2 separate regions of the Mus musculus genome follow, and region 1 is linked to region 2. The links are chromatin contacts, called in public Hi-C maps. All regions are on one chromosome and are shown on one strand. The core of a region is the stretch at or near the end of the contact, and the rest is flanking DNA. Distances in the headings are between cores, read along the strand shown. Region 1 holds the start of 4930469K13Rik (RIKEN cDNA 4930469K13 gene). Region 2 overlaps Lcp2 (lymphocyte cytosolic protein 2).

What was found. Hi-C and Micro-C count contacts between places; a contact is called where the count stands out from the background.
Region 1: a Hi-C map of regulatory T cells shows a contact between it and region 2, with 1.6 times the contacts expected there. The contact joins the promoter of 4930469K13Rik here to the enhancer-like site in region 2. A contact is called at or near these places in 6 of 484 Hi-C or Micro-C datasets (T follicular helper cells, Th1 cells, double positive thymocytes and 2 more), 4 of 115 datasets of contacts at active chromatin or transcription factors (CD8 T cells, the HPC-7 cell line, the SCID.adh cell line and 1 more) and 3 of 9 other capture datasets (adipose tissue, liver and pancreatic islet).

The regions. Positions count from the first base shown.
Region 1 is chr11:34,095,988-34,099,864 of GRCm38.p6, reverse strand. 4930469K13Rik (RIKEN cDNA 4930469K13 gene) reads left to right here and starts at 1,311. Exons shown (of 5, transcript NR_155520.1): 1 at 1,311-1,349; 2 at 3,020-3,113.
Region 2 is chr11:34,062,897-34,067,130 of GRCm38.p6, reverse strand. The region is part of intron 3 of Lcp2 (lymphocyte cytosolic protein 2); the gene reads right to left. The region is part of intron 4 of 4930469K13Rik (RIKEN cDNA 4930469K13 gene); the gene reads left to right. Among named protein-coding and RNA genes, the nearest start is that of Lcp2, 18 kb to the right of the region's middle. Within about 2 kb of position 2,905, at least 135 of the 459 cell types and tissues checked have an H3K27ac peak or open chromatin away from gene starts, as enhancers often do. A contact at or near this core is called in CD8 T cells, the HPC-7 cell line, the SCID.adh cell line and 6 more, where this site is marked.

The DNA of each region.
Region 1 (3,877 bases), core at 62-2,561, 34 kb before region 2:
GGAAGTCTCAGCTTGTTCTAAATGGCCTGTGACACTTTCCTGACCAATAAGAACTCGTTTTAAACAAAGACCAGGCTCTGACACGGCATCAAGCAAGAGGCAAGCTCACACAGCATAAAATATCACCCTGTTTTCATTGCCTGTGGGTCCTCCTGTTTACCTTCTGGTCACATTTTACTCCACTTATACTGGGGGTGTGTTTTTTTAAAGTAAATTTAAAAGGAGTGGAGTCTAAGATGTGATAGTAATACTAACATACTAGGTACCGTAATAATGCAGGCTTCAATAAGCTGTTATATGTTAGCAATGACTGAAACTTAGCCCTTGCCTCTCCCAAGGAAACCCAATGAGGAAATGAGGGCTCAGAAGAAAAAAAGATACTCTTGTAGAGCCACACAGCTAGCTATCATCAGGACTGATGCTCAGTTCTCCTATGGCTTCCTCATCTATTTAACTCAGCATCAGACAAACTCAACATTGTTAAACTGGAGATAAACAAAACGTAAAATGACCAACAGGCTGTGCTGTGGGTTGCCACCAGGAAGGAACTGGTTCGATAAGGCACTGAACTGTAGGAGAGGCCTGGGGAAATCAGAATGTCCTTGTACCTGATGCTGGAGACCTACGATCTCGGCACATCTTGGATAATAACTCAGAGCACCATGTCAAATACCTGGGGCGGTTTCAAAGCGTGTAGCGTCAGGGATTCCTCTTGGAATCAAGCACAGATGGCTTGAATCCCAGCTTCTTCACTTGGCAAGAAATCACTGTGTCGTCGGCTCATCTGTATCCTATTCAGCTGAAAAATTTGTAAGCCTGATACCAGTAAACAGTTACAGGACAGTTATTACCAGCCAAACCCCTCTGATTAATTATCTTACTTAGCCCTCAAAATATTATTCCAAGATATTTTTATAGCTCCTAAGATGGGGGTGGGAATTTGGTCTTAAGAGTTTATTTAGTGTAGGCTTCAAACCAAACCAGTCAGTCTAGAATCTGCCCTTAGCTCCAGCACTGCACTGTGGAAAGAAAATAACCCATAAGGGTTATAAAGCTGGCACCTAGGAAGCAAAATTGTCAAGGCCTTGTTGGTAGTCTCAAGAGGAGTCACTTGCAGCCTAGAATCCGCAATTTTCCGTTGAGTTTCTTATTTAAGACTACAATTCCCAGAATGCCACGGGTGTAGGACCAAACCAATCAAAATGCTGTGGGCATAGACGCTGACCAATCAGGTAGACAGAGACACTAGCCAATCAGGAAGCATAGCCTGGATTTCCCGCCCTCTCTCCACAGCTAATGTTGACTTGACTGACTGTTGAAGGTTCGGCCTCACCAGATCCGTTGACGAGGTGATTTGTGGTGATCATTTGGAAAGTTGAGGCGTATTTGAAGCCGTTCAGTAACCAAGCTAACTTCAGGGCTGTGGAGTGGGTGGGGAAGGGGCACCCAGAAGGTGAACGAGGCCTGTGTAAACTTCCAGAAACTTCCAGGCGGTGGGAATTTCCAGGCTGCCTTAGGCCCGGCCTCAGGGGCTGAGCGAGTGTTGTGCACTGGGAACTCGGGGACCCCTGGAGAGTAGAGATCCTCAAAATCTGCTCTTGAAAGCCTCGCTTGAGGTTTGAGGGCCCTAGCAGGGCTCTGTGGGCACGTGCATCAGTGGTGTCATGCCCTCCCTGTATAGCATGTTGACTTCTGACGTGGCCTAGTCCTCTGGGTGTGGATCTTCTGTGCCCAGTTAGTAGCCATTTTTATAACTATAAGGCTGAGCTGTGGCCAGCCCTGTGGGATTCGAGCCTCCTAAGTCTTCTGATGCTCTCTCTCCTACCCACTGGGTGGAGCTCAGGACATTCTGATTCATTTACTTCCGTTTCTGTGTTTTATTATTAATAATTAGGCTTTATACTTATTCTTTAAAACTATATTTCTACCCCCCCCCAAAAAAAAACATCCAAATCTTGGATTTGGCATGTGCACGTGAGATTGTTCTTTATGCTCTTGTTTTAATATTCAGGATCTTAGAGGTTATGCAAAGCGTGTCTCTCTCCTTAATGTCTGGAGAAAAAAAGAAGTTTTACAGCTGCCATGAAGGAAGTGAGGGAAAACAGGATACATGACTGAAATTCAGGAAAATACAAAAACACGGGCTAACTTGGTGATTCACTTGATTTCATTATCCAGCACAAATAATCCTCACCTGTAACTACCCAGCTTTTACCTGGCAGGAACAGTCTAGGCCAATTTCGGTTTACTTTTCAAGTCATTTTGAGGAGTTTGACTAAAAAGCTAGTTAACATCTAGTCAGCCATCCCTCTGGAGACAGTCTTGGTTAGATATATTTACTGTGCAACGTCGTGTATTTCAGATAATCCAGTGCTTGCTTAATCCTTTCTCGACAATGAATTATAAACACGACATAACATTTTAGTTTTTAGTGTGTGCTTAAAGAAATTACAAGTGGCTACTGTCATTCAAGAGTAAGAGACACGGAATCAACAAAAAATTAGGAAAGCCCCCACACAATTGATAACTGTAAGGTCGTTTGTAAATGTTGAGGATTTCTGAAAAGGGGACTTTGTTTCTATTGTAAGGGCCCCATCTTGTGGATGTGTCTTGGATGTGAGAAGAACCCTCACCCTAAGAATTCCACTTGCAATGGTTCTCATCTGGAAAACCAAAACAGGTTGATGCTTTCCTGGGTATAAGAAAAGACAATGACTTTAGTTCTGAGATAACACTTTTTTTTCTTTTGTAAACTACCTAAATTTTAATTTTTTAAAAAAATATACATGTGTGTGTGCCCTGTGTTGCATGGGTGTCTGAAGAGGCCAGAAAAGGACATTGGACCCCTGGAGCTGGAGTTGTAAACAGTCCTGGGGAACCATTGTCCAGTGTGAGTGCTGGGAATGGAATTTAGGTTGAAGGAGCTGTAAGTCCTCTTGACTGCTGAACCACCTCACCAACCCCCCAATGCAAATAGCTCTGCTCCTATATATTGCTTCTGTTTCTCTTTTATAATCAGATGTTTAAGAATAATCATCATGACCACAAGCAAAAAGTGGAAGCCATGATTAAGAACATTAATACAATTTCTTTGGAGGTGAAGAAGATGAAAGGTACGGATGGGGTCAGCATGTCTGCACACCACTGTCACAGAAGACAGGCTAAGCATGTCTGCACACTGCTGTCACAGAAGACAGGCTAGAGCCAATTTGTATTTCAGCTAGGATATTCTCCACTAATTATAAGCGTCCTGTTAAGAAATGTTTTCAATATAGTCTGAACTGTATGTTTGAAGATGCTAGGCCTGAATCCCTATTTCTGACACCAACAAGTTTCTTACGTTATCTAGCCTTTCAGAATGTGCCTCCCACCCTTTCCCTCAGCACAGTCATGTGCCTGTGTCAATTCTACAAAAGTCACTGTCTTCACCCATGAACCTGCACTGAACTTGCCCAGGCTATGCCAGATTAAGAGTTAAAAAGTTTGATTCTGTAAGTGAAGTGTTCTTTCACTTTAAATATATTCTTAGTGCTATAATAAACCTATAGGTCATGGTGTTTAGCCAGTCATAGATATATTGTCTCATTTTCTCCTAGCCATGTAAAATTTCTGTGGTTCAGTATTTCTGGAGTTAAGCTCTCCCTGAGCCAGCATGCTGGAGAACTCTCACCAGTTAACCCATTTCATCTTACATAGTTCCTCCTGTGGGATTAACTGAAATATGTACCCCTACTTTCTCCATCTACAAGCTATTGCCCTCTGTTCCATCCATTATGATCCATGAAAATGATGTTGAGTGTATAGTTATGTTTTACAGCTCTCAGATAATTGTAGATACTTTCTGTGTCACCTCTGAGACCTGCAGCTGCAAATAACA
Region 2 (4,234 bases), core at 1,656-4,155:
ACACCACCCTCTCTGGATATCTTCTTCCTCTCTGGGCATCTTTTTATAGTAACCCCATATGTTTAAAACTATGCTAAATACTCTTTACATTTTTAATAAACCCAACTCTGCTTCGTTCTGGCTCATCTTGAAATTGTTTTCTGTAGTGAAGTCAAAGATGGCTTCACATGAGTGAAGGTCCCTGAAGAATAAGGGGATGCTTCAGGCTACTGGGGGCCTTGTGGTTTGTGTCTCATGCCGCATAGCCACAGACACATTTATGCATTTAGATTCTGAAGAGACTGTTGGGAGGAAGTAGAAATACAGAAGTGAGGGTCAAGTTGAAAGACGTTAGTTCCCAGAGACGTGCACTTAAGGAGGGTTTTCATGCCCAGTCTCTCCTGTCTCTTTCTGCATCCCAGCCACCATGCATCGAGGGAATGGCTTTGCTTCTCCTTCCCTTTCACAGTGATTCTCTGCCTCCCCACAGGCCCAGAAGCCAGCTAAAGCCAAAGAATCCAATGGAAACCTCTAAGGCCGTGAGCCAAAATAACTACTTCCTTTCAATTGTCTTGCTGAGGCATTTCATCACAGCCGTGAATAACTAAAGCACCCATAGGAATTTTTATAGAAAAACATTCCCCATAAAGGTACATACTAGCCCTAGTTTTGCCAAGGGAGAGTCTGCTTGAGTCACCCTGACCTTGAGCCCCAAGTTCAGTCAAAATAGCTAACTATACCATGTGCTCAGGCGCACCATACAGAACCAGCAAGTCCCCAAACACCAGCATAGGGAGAGCCTTGGCTTCCAGACTGTTTCTCAAGTAGGCCCTAGCAATCCTCAAAGCTCTAGAACCGAAAACTCCACATTGCAGACTCCAGGAGTAAGAGAAGGAACTTCAGAGCTCATCCTAATTATATTTTGTAGGAGATGACAGGGGCTCAAACAAAAGGAAGGATATTGTAGATTAGTGATGAACGCCACCTGTCTCCACAGCACACATACTAGCCCATCCTCTCTAGTTTCCAACTCAGTATTCTTTCAAGGTACCACACCCACACCCTTGTGCAATTCTCTCTGCATTGTCCTCTTCCTAGCTGTGATAGCTACACTCAATCTGTGTCCCTTCTGCTGGTTGGCAGCTCATGGAAACAAGTTAGCCTAGTGCAAATTGGCTAGATTAGCAAGGGCAGTCCTTAACAACCCCTAACATTTCTATTCCTTCCTCAGCTTCTAACTCACTGCTCAGGACTCTCCGATCTCAGAGGAGTGACAGGGCAGATGAACTTGAGCAGCTGAGCGACTCAAGAGAACAGACAAACAAGGCAATGGGAAGCCCTCCATAGGAACCCCATTGTTGGAACTTTAGACTTGAAGCACCATCTACAGCATTAGTTCTCAACCAGAGGGTTGAGGTCCCTTTGAGGGGTGGAATGACCCTTTCGTAGGGGCTGCCTAAGACCATTGGAAAACCCATGACAATTCATAACAGTAACAAAATTACAGCTATGAAGTAGCAACAAAAAAAATTTTATGGTTGGGGGGGTCACCACACATGAGGAACTGTATTAAAGGGTCACAACATTAGGAAGGGTGAGGACCGCCTGCTCTAGAGGGAAAAGCACTTGAAAGTTGAGGTAGGGCCGGGGTGGAAGGGGTAAAGTGGGACAGTGGGAAGGTGGGGGAGACATACAAGGGGCTTTCTAGTTTTCTCTAAACACAACATAAGGATGTGTGTAACATAATTATGGCCACATGTGACCTGGCAGTAGTTGTTTAGAGAAGATAGCAGACAGGCTAAAGGTCTCCTATATGATGGTTAGAGGAATGTCTGTCCTGCATCCTGCCAGGGTGGGTGGCAGCAGCTGCAGCAGCCACTTCTGTCCTGCCCTGTCACCTGCTTACTTTAATGCACGCACTGAAGCCCTTCTAAGTGCCAAGAACTCTGCTAGGCACTCAGAAAGTCCATCCCAGAACAACAAAAGAAGCTCTGCTCTTGGATTGTAGAGAGAAGCAGACAAGGGACCTGAGGAAATGGCTCAGTCAGTAAAGTGCTTGCTGCACAAGGCATGTGGACCTGTGGGATACCTTTGATCCCCATAACCATATAAAAACTAAGTGTGGCACAGTGCACTTGTAATCCCAGCACAGGGAAGGCAGAGACAGGAAGATCCATGAGATCCATGCAACAGCCAGCGGAGCCCCAGACTGTAATGAAAGACCCTGTTCTAACAAAGCAAGGTGAATTACTCCTGAAGAATGAAAGCTGAAGTCTTGTCTTTACACACATATCTCATACACACCTACATGCATATACACAAATAAATAAATAAATAAATAAATAAATAAGAGAAAGCTAGAACGTGTGTGTGTGTGTGTGTGTGTGTGTGTGTGTGTGTGTGTGTGTGTATGTGTGTGTGTGTGTGTGAGAGAGAGAGAGGGGGGGGGCAGGTAAAATAATGAATGATGTTTATTTGAGACAGCCTGCATAGTACATGCTGGCTTGAAATTTGAAATCTTCCTGTTTCGGCCTCTTGAGGGGTGAGATTAAAGGTGCATGCTACCACCTGGCTAATAATGAACTCTTACACAAATAATGTTCAAAGTAAGAGGGAACCACATCTGCTCATGTGATGGTGGGAAGTGCTTGAGCAGGAAGATAGTGGGCTTACAATTTAAAACTACCGGTACTCAACAAGTAGGTATCATTTGAGCAAGGGCCTGAGGAAGGTGGAACTGAGCCAGAACTCAATTCTCCTACCCCACAGAGCTTCGCTGGGCTTTAGCTGGCTCCCACATGCTTGGGACTCTTCAAAATGTCTCCTACTCTGTGCAGTGGCACTTCTCGCCAGTATCTCTCACAGCCAGGCAGGGGCTGCTGGGGCTCTAGCTGGAAAGGAAGGAAATGCTAAACCACAGGCCCCATGCAGAGCAGCAAAGAGCTGAGAAAGGCAGGAAGGTGCACTGTGCAGGAGGCAGCAAAGCCTAGGCCTCCCATGATGGCTGCAAAGAGCTTCTGAGAAGCCTTCCTAAACTGTGGGGACCCCCTCACCCAGGTGGGGGGCAGACAGGGTGGGGGCAAAGGGAAGCAGGTAGACTGTTGAGTTGTTTTGCTAGCCAGAGGGCAGGGAAGTGGCTGTCAGCTTTGCCCAGACCTACCAAGTTGCACCCCACCCCCAGTGGATCAAATGACAGTGAATGGCAGAGATGACACAGCCTCTCTCTCTCTGCACAAACCCCTAGCCCTCTCTCTCCAACCTGGGAAGGAGGAAGAGAAGGCTGGGGATCCACACAGTAGTTCCTTCTGCTTTCCCTCATCTGAGAGTGGCGCTGGCCCTGGGAAGAGACTGAGCCTCTCAAAGGAAGTCAAACCACATAGTGACCTAGGTCCCAGCCGAAAAGTATCTCTAACTTGCTGCATGACTGGGCCAGACTTCATTGTCATAGTCAGTCTGTCTCTCCAAGTGATGTATAAGGAACAGAAGCCTCAGGTCTGAGATTCTGACTATAATGTCCTATCCCAAGGCCAGCATCTTCTATGTGTCTTCAGGAAAGCATTTTCTATGCAAATATCAAAGATTTTTGTTTATTTGTTCGTTTGTTTGTTTTAATCTTTCTTGTTAGTAGGTTACATTTGACAACTTGACTTCCTGCACATCAGGATCACCTATGCACCTGTCACATAAGTCCCCAGGCCTCCCCCAGGGTCTGCAGAATCTCACAGTGACTGGGGACTAACTCCTACAAACCCGTGGCAGTTCTAATGATCAGAAAGTCTTGCAGAGTAACACCTGTCACTCTTGATTCCAGTGGAGATTGTTATTCACAAAAAGGCAGAGAAGAGGAAAGAAGAGAAGGAAGTTTGTAATTATGAAAGGAGTAAGGTTGGAGAGTGGAGTGAAAGAGACTCCAGGGCCTCATCGAACTGAATCTGCCCCCAGCTCTTCTCCATAGTCCGAGAGTCCGTTCTAGTATCAACTTCACTAACTGTATTCCACTTGTGAACCTTGAGCCAAATGTGCTGATCACTCAGGAAGAAAGAAATGCAAAGGGAAGAGAGATAAAGCAGGAGAGAGAGAGAGAGAGAGAGAGAGAGAGAGAGAGAGAGAGAGAGAGAGAGAGAGAGACAGAGAGACAGAGAGACAGAGACAGAGAGACAGAGAGACAGAGACAGAGAGAGACAGAGAAACAGAGACAAAGAAACAGAGACAGAGTGTGCATCAGAGCACGGCACACACGTTAGGCCTTGTCTAA